Linked DNA regions of Mus musculus: region 2 is linked to region 1. A link is a contact called in public Hi-C data. All regions are on one chromosome and are shown on one strand. The core of a region is the stretch at or near the end of the contact, and the rest is flanking DNA. Distances in the headings are between cores, read along the strand shown.

Evidence for each region. A called contact is a pair of places that touch in the nucleus more often than the background predicts.
Region 2: a Hi-C map of cortical neurons shows a contact between it and region 1, with 4 times the contacts expected there. The contact joins the enhancer-like site here to the promoter of Slc22a23 in region 1. A contact is called at or near these places in 10 of 39 promoter capture datasets (the 3T3-L1 cell line, 3T3-L1-derived adipocytes, cranial neural crest and 5 more), 21 of 484 Hi-C or Micro-C datasets (the AML12 cell line, LSK cells, the N1E-115 cell line and 11 more), 11 of 115 datasets of contacts at active chromatin or transcription factors (SST interneurons, VIP interneurons, astrocytes and 8 more) and 2 of 9 other capture datasets (adipose tissue and liver).

The regions. Positions count from the first base shown.
Region 1 is chr13:34,343,400-34,347,258 of GRCm38.p6, forward strand. It overlaps Slc22a23 (solute carrier family 22, member 23), which reads right to left and starts at 1,819. Exons shown (of 10, transcript NM_001382849.1): 1 at 760-1,819. The coding sequence starts at 1,398.
Region 2 is chr13:34,858,248-34,862,020 of GRCm38.p6, forward strand. No RefSeq gene overlaps it. Among named protein-coding and RNA genes, the nearest start is that of Gm36839, 15 kb to the right of the region's middle. Within about 2 kb of position 1,389, at least 12 of the 459 cell types and tissues checked have an H3K27ac peak or open chromatin away from gene starts, as enhancers often do. A contact at or near this core is called in VIP interneurons, cortical neurons and ventral hippocampal neurons, where this site is marked.

The DNA.
Region 1 (3,859 bases), core at 569-3,068:
ACTATTTACTGAAGTCCTGAGAAAGTATTTGAGGGAACACATTAAAGTCTACAGTCAGATCTCTGGGAAGGACAACTCATGGTTGGGGTGGGGGTGGGTTGGCCAGGGAACTTTTTAAAGGGCTCTGCTTCTTTGTCTATAACTTGGATTCAATTGGCTTTAATCTGTTCAAGGCACGTGTGGGGAGGCTGACATCTGCTAGAAAGAATATCTGAGAGTAGAACACTATTTCTCTTGGATAGTTAGTTCTTAGTGGGAGACACAGGGACAGGCAGCCTGCAGAAAGAACATGGCTATGTCCTGGCTCCAAGGAGAAGCCCTAGAAGAGGGATTGAGTCTTCCAGGGCCCCTGCTGAGCCATCAGTGAGTCTGACACCTTAGCTAGATAGAGGAGAGGATTTGAACCTTTCGGGGGAGGGGAGCCCTTTCCATATGTGCACTGGGACAGGAGTTTGTGTGGATATTAGAAAAGGCTAAGTCGGTCTCTTTGAAGCGGATGCAGCGTCACGGGCACCGCAGAGGGCGGCAAAAAAGCCTTGGCTTCACATCCAAGTAAGAGCATCTCCTTTGAGGGACAGCCGGGAGCCCAGTCAATGCGGGGTTGTGCGTACACAGGCTAACATTTTGGGTTCCTCAACTGGGTAGGTTTGGACCTAAGTCTGCAGAGAATGAGAGATGGAGCACAGAGCAGAGGCGACCGAGGTCAGAAGAAAAAGGTTCACAAGAAGAACGCGGGGACGCGGCGGTCGTGGCCCTTACCTTGCTGACCACGTTTTGGATGAGACCAGTGCGGATGCCGTAGTCCCACGCGTGGCAGTCGCAATTTGAGTCGTTGTTCCCCTTGCCTGGAGGGGATGGGAGGGGTGGTGTGTCGCTGCTGTTGCTTCGGTTGCTCGTGGTCCCCCAGGAGGCAGTGGAGAAGGGGGTGGCCGAGGGGCTGGTCCAATTGCCCATGTCACCCCATCGGCCGGTGACAGTGGCACCCGCCAGCTCGGTGCCTTTGCCGGCCCCGCGGCACCAGAAATCGGGCTGGTCCAGAAGGAAGGAGTCCGAGAACTGGCTGAAGCCAATGAACAGTGCCGGGATCCAGGTGAGCACCACCAGGGTCTTCTGGTAGCCGCCGCCCAGGCCCCCGAGGAAGGGCAGCACGGAGCCATCGTAGTCCAGCAACAGGAGGCTCGGGGCGGCTGTCGCCGCGCAGCAGCTCGAGTGCGGGCCGCCGCTGGGGTGCAGCGCAGGCAGTGGCTGGATCTCCGCGCTGCTGCCGGAGCCCGCGCGCCCTCCGAGGGGCGCCGAGGCCGCCGCGTCCCCGGGCGGCAGGGAGCCGTTCTCCTCCGCCGGGGCCGGCTGCCGCCCGGCACCACTACCCGCCGCCTCACGCCGCCGGTCTATCGCCATGGCCAGGGCCCGCGGCTCCCGCAGAGGCGCATAGAGCGCGGCGGAGCTCGGCGGGCGCCCGGGCACAGCGCCGCCGCCGAGGAGGAGGGCCCGCGGCCGGAGAGAGTGCTCCGGGCCCGGCGAGTCAGGCCACCCCCATGTCACCCGCGCACCCCCGTGCCCTGGGCGCCGGGCAGAAACCGTTCGAGTCCTCAGCCGCCGCGGCTCATCCGCGCCGCGGCCCGGGCGCCCGCCTAGCTACGAGGCTCTCCGCTGATGCGCGCCGGCCGGGGAGGAGGAGGAGCCGGACCCGCGCCCTTGTCGCGACTCGGGGCCCTGCGGGCACCGGTGCGCGTTGTGCTGGGGCCGCCGGCGGCCGCGGGTTGGGAGATCCTCCACGGACTTCGGGCGCTCCCGGAAGCCGCAAGCTCGCAGCCAGCCTGCGGAGCCGGCCGCGCTCTCGGCTCACCGAGCCGGCCTCCGCCTCCCGCCCCGGCCCGCCCCCTCTCCCCCCGCCGAGGTGGAGGTAACCGCGGCACCTGCTGCGCCGCTCCTGCGCACGAGCGCCCCCTCCAGCCGGGCCGTGTCGCCACCGCCCGGACAGACGCAGGGGCGGGGAGAGGGACACCCGGGCCGCTGCAAGATCCCTGGTGGTCTCTGGGCGCGGGGGACGGGGGTCACCAAGGAGTCTGCACTGGCTGGGAGTGAGAGGACAGTGTCGTCTGCCAGTCTCAAGTCCCACAGCCGCAAGGGACCTCGCCCCGGGCACACCGGCTCTCCGTGACCTCTGTTCGTTTCCGAGGTGCCTGGCGGCTGGCACCCCACTCCTGGTCTTGAGCCCAAGGGTTGCCTGTCTTCCAGAACAACCTTCTGTTCTTCTTCCAGACTCAAATAAGGCAGCTTTTTATGGTCACGGAGCTGGGGCAAGGAGGCATGTTTGCCAATTTTAGGATGACAGCCCCTTACAACGCTGGGTCACACACGACCTACTGCAGCACCCGCCCCAAATCGCCATTTCTTTCTGTGCTCCAGAATGAATGTCAAATAAACACAACTCTAGAAGGCTAGACCTTCAACAGAAGCCACACACTCGATACAAACGTGAATGAGGGCGGCCTGCCCCACCCCCTCCCCAAGGTCTCGGAATCACAATTCCTATGCTCTGCGCACAGGCGCGCACACATCTACACCTCACAGGAGATCCAAATGCTCTTGGCACTCCAGACTCCAGAGCCAGCCTTGCCCAGCTAGCACTATATAAATAACACCAGCCCTGCGGCAAACGGCCGCATTAGCATATCTTCTCCTGCGTGCCAGGCCTGACACCAGTGAGAATTATGCGGCTTTCATCTTAGCCTCACTACATTCTCGAGACATTTCATATTCTGAGAAGTTTATTAATGGAATTAATGGAAATCTTAAATGGAGCAATCTATCTCTAGTCTTATTTAGCACAGGGGAAGGAAGCTCGCGTTCTTTTCCCAAAAGCATATCCTGCGAGTACATGTATGGAATGCGTTCTTTAAGCATCTCCGTTATTTTCTCAGCTGCATGTTGTATAATTTAGTGGGAGACTTTTTTTTTTTAAGCATGCAGCTCAATGTTCCAGTCAACATGTACTTACTGCTGAAATTCTGACACGTGGAGAGAACTATTTCTGAAGACTGCCAGAGAGCTGGACTTTGGGGAACCCAACTGTGAATTTTCCTGAGTGGCTGGGAAGGGGAGATTAGATAACAATAGACGGAAGAGACACAGGCTGCAGAAGACACTAAAGGTCTGGGAAACCCAGTCTGGAAATTTAAGCACATTTAATGACATACTTGAGTGAGAATGTCATTATGAAACCCATCATGCAGTATAATGATTATAATCTAATAAAGTATTATTTTCAAAATCAGGAGTGACAGTGCAACCTGCCAATACATGTGATCTTCTCTTCCTCCTTCTCTTCCTCCCCCTCCCCTTCCCCCTCTACCCTCTTCCTCCACCTTCTTCTCCTAATTTCACTTTATTGGTTAGTTTAACTTTTCTTCCCCTCATCACTTGAAGAGCTAATCCTTGGGACGCGCTCACCCCACACCCCAACAGAACAGAGTCAGCATTCAATGAATGAATGTTAGATATTTATTACTGACTCCACCCTCTGCACACAACCTACATTTTCTTATCTGACTGAAATGTAACAAGCCAGGCTTTCTCTCATTCCCCTTCCGTGTTGGTTCTTTCAAAGGAAGCCTGCTCCGTGTCTGGGTCTGACTCCTTTGCTCAGCTGCTCACTAGGAACCTAGCTGAAACTTTGTAAGTCACTGCAAAACACAGCCATTGATCTTAGCAATGGCTCATCTAATTGGGAGAAGAATCATGGGGAACTTTGGAGGGGGTTGCTTTCAGATCCACAGTCATTCAATTCTTTCCTCCAGGGCTGAGATGAAGTGAGCGTTAGATGCTTGACAAACCACTGGTTTTAGATCCCTAGTCA
Region 2 (3,773 bases), core at 139-2,638, 510 kb after region 1:
AGTTAAAGCTTGCTTATTATCACAGTAGCCATAAGAAAAGAAAAGAAAAAAAAAACATGTGGACTTTCTGCTCTGTATATGCTCTAGTATGAAAATGTGATATTGTGTCCTTGGACTAGTAGAAAGGACAGGTATTTAGAAGGAAAGTTATGTGTAGATATTTGGACTTCAAAAATATTTACCCTCGCGATTCACTGGCTGCGTTTATGATTCTACAGTGTTGACAGCAGCAGCTTGCTAGTCATTTGTCATATTGATCCTTTCGGGAACATAAGATCCTTAATTAGGATCCTTTGAAAAGTATAATAGCATCATTTTAATTAGGCATGAATTTCACTTCAACAAACTCAGCAAGGAAAAACATTTTTTAAATGAAAAGACCAGTGAGAATTTTATGAGCCAATGAATAGGATCTTTCAGTTTCATAGATGCAGACAGCCCCAATCTTAAAACTCTTGATACATTAGGAAAAACTAGTTCTATGCAACATGACCTAATTCATTTTTTTAGTTAACTAATTTATTTACTTTATACCACCATCACAGTTTGCCCTCCTGCCTCTCCTCCCAGTTCATTGGGGGAATGGACCATATTCCCTCAAAGCATAAGCCAAGGTTGGGCATAAAGGTGCATGCCTTTAATTCCAACACTCAGGAGTCTGAGGCAGGTCGCTCTGTGCATTCCAGGCAGCCAGGGCTACACAGATGCCATTTTTCTCCTACTTATTATTGCTTTGAGAAATAGATAGATAGATAGATAGATAGATAGATAGATAGATAGATAGATAGATATCTCTAAAGCTAATTTTTAAAAATTATTTCTTTGGTCACTCCTTTCCATGCAAATATTTGTTATCTCTTACTTGTATATATACTTTGACATTAATTCATGAGTTTTAGTGGTTCATCCAAGTAAAAGTGTACACGCTTATTTTAACAGTCTAACATGAAACTTTACATTTAAAATACTGAACACTATTTTTAAACACAATATAGTTCTTCTGAATACACAATTCTCCACACATTTATGTTTGCTGCCTGGAGCTATAATTTATTTCTGTCCCCCAAACAATCTCTCCCTTCATATTCCATACCTCTAAATCCATTCTACATGAGTTCAGGTTATTTATATAATATAGACCATTCCCTGTTTAATTTGCCAATCTAAGCCTTGCTTCATTTCAAAGAAACATTGGAGGGAATAAACTCGTGGAAATAGAACTTGGCCCAAAATTTCATGTGTGGGCCGATAGAAAGACATCTGTGTGGTGATTTGGGAACTGGGGCATTCCACTAGCTCTTGTTTTTCAAGGGTGAAGGAAGGGAAAAGTGTAACCATGGAAATGCTCCCTCCCAAAACACAGATCTTAAACAGATCTCCAAAGCCTAGAAAACACAGGAAACCAGATCCTACCTTCTGACCGAGAACACAGCGTCACCATGACAAAGAGTTGCTGGCAGGGATTCCTTTCCAAAACCGGAAAGAAACATCCCACTAAGACACAGCCTTTTTCTTTGGTGCAGGCAAGATTCTTTAATTCTATTAAATTAAATGTTTGTACTCAGAAATCCACCTGCCTCTGCCTCCCAAGTGCTGGGATCAAAGGCATGCGCCACTGCCGCCACCACCACGGTGCGTTTCTGAGTTCAAGGCCAGCCTGGTCTACAGAGTGAGTTCCAGGACAGCCAAGGATACACAGAGAAACCCTGTCTTGAAACGACACCCCCCCCCCCCAAAAAAAAAAACAAAGTTTGTTAACAACTGTGGAAACAAATCAAATGCCTAAAGTTTTCTTTTAAAATTATTACTATTACCATTATTATTGGGGGGGGGGGGTGGAGGAACATTCCTGCCATGGCACATGTAAAGAAGTCAGAGTTAACTCTCAGGAGTTGATTCTTCCCTTCTACTGTGGGATCTGGTGATAAAACTCAAGCCATCAGGCTTATGAGGCAAGCCCCTTTATCTGCTGAGGCATCTTGTTGGCCCTAAAATGTTCATAAGGAGAATTATTCCGTGTGTAGATTCAGTCTCTGTCTGTTGGATACATTTAAGTCCTAAATTAAGGGTTTAATGTAAATATGTCTTATGGTTGAAACAGGGGTAGCACTACAGTGGACATAAATCTTTTTTGGTTTAAATATAACTGAAAACAATTAATATTTGGATAAATCCACTTTAAAAAACTAAAGCTTCTTTTGTCAAAGAAGCTAAATTATGGGCTCACAATGCTGAGATTAATAAAACAAATATTTATTATATGTCTATCATGCTGAATACTGTCAGATGTTAGGGAAACAGCTGCCAACAAAAATCCCTGATGTTTTACCACTCATATCTAATTTGGTGGCCAATGATTAAAATAAAATAGAATTTCACAGGTTAGAATTCCTTCTAGGCACTGCCCCACAGTTACTTGACAACAGCCAGGTAGTCCTGGCTTATTATAAAAGGGGCTGTTTGCCCCTTCCTTGCCCTCTTATTCAATCTGACCTCTTCTCACTCACCCCTGTCTCACTACATGTTCCTGGCCAGCCTCTCCTCTCCCCTATCTCTACTATCTTCCCACACACTAAATAAACTCTATTCCATACTATATCCATCATATGGCTGATACCTCAGGGGAAAGGGATGCCTCAGCTGGGCTTGCTGGGCCACTCCTCCCACCTCACCATACCCAACTCTCTGTGAAACATATCCTGGCCTCCTCTTTTTTTCTTTTTTCTCTTTTCTTTTTCCCTTTTTTTTTCTTCTCTCTCTCTCTCTCTCTCTCTCTCTCTCTCTCTCTCTCTCTTCTATAAAACACAACAGTAGGGAAGGTGAGGTCATGATGGAAGGACAGAAGGATAATGATAGAAGTATGAAAATGGATTCATAAGACTCATTCTTTTGGATACTAACCTGAAAACTTAACTAAAATGGAAGAAGTTATATACTGTAGAGGCTTAAGTAGTGAAAGGGAAATGAAACAGGGCAGGTGCGGGAAGCGGGGGGGGGGGGGGTGGGGGGTGGGGGGTGGGGGGGTGGGGGGGGGTGCGTCAGCAGGCCCGGTGAAACCCACTTGTTTACTGCCTTGCTATCTGTGAACGACCTGAGCACGTGCCTGGAGCGTGTGTGAATTCTGATTGGATGAGGAGGGGTGGAGCTAGAAAGAGGTGAGTCAGCTCTAGTAGTGAGTTGTTGTTTAGCCCTTGCCCTAGGTAGAAGCCAGAAGTAGAATAAGAGTAGTTTTAGCCCTTGCCGTGAGTAGAAGTAGAGTAAGAGAAGCTGTTATAATAGGAGTAGTTTAGCCCTTGCCCTAAGAAGAAACTGCTGGGGAAGAGAGCTGTAAAAGAAAAAGCCCGAAGTAAATTTGCTGCGTGAACCCGACTTGGTGTCTATGTCGTTCATGATGCCGCAGGCCGGAGACTGCGGAGACCGGGACAGGCAGGGATGCTTGTAAATCAAGAGTCTGAGGAGACTTCAGACTGGATGATTCCTGAAAATGAGTTCTTGAGCTAAACCTGAGTGCCAGAGAGGTGAACCATGGTGCAAAAGAGGGCTGAGGATCAGAAAGCACAGTGGATTCTGAAATAGGAATAAGCCTGGTGAATTTATGAGAAATGTGGTCTACAAAGCTGTCACAAATGAAGTAAATGGCTTCAAAAGAGACAGGATTTATTATGGTTCCCAGATTTCAGAGTATCTGCTCTGTGGCTCTCTGGCTTCCTTGCAGAATGTCATGGGAGTGCATCTCTATGGGAGAGGCTGCTTATGTACTGGCAGCTGGAAAC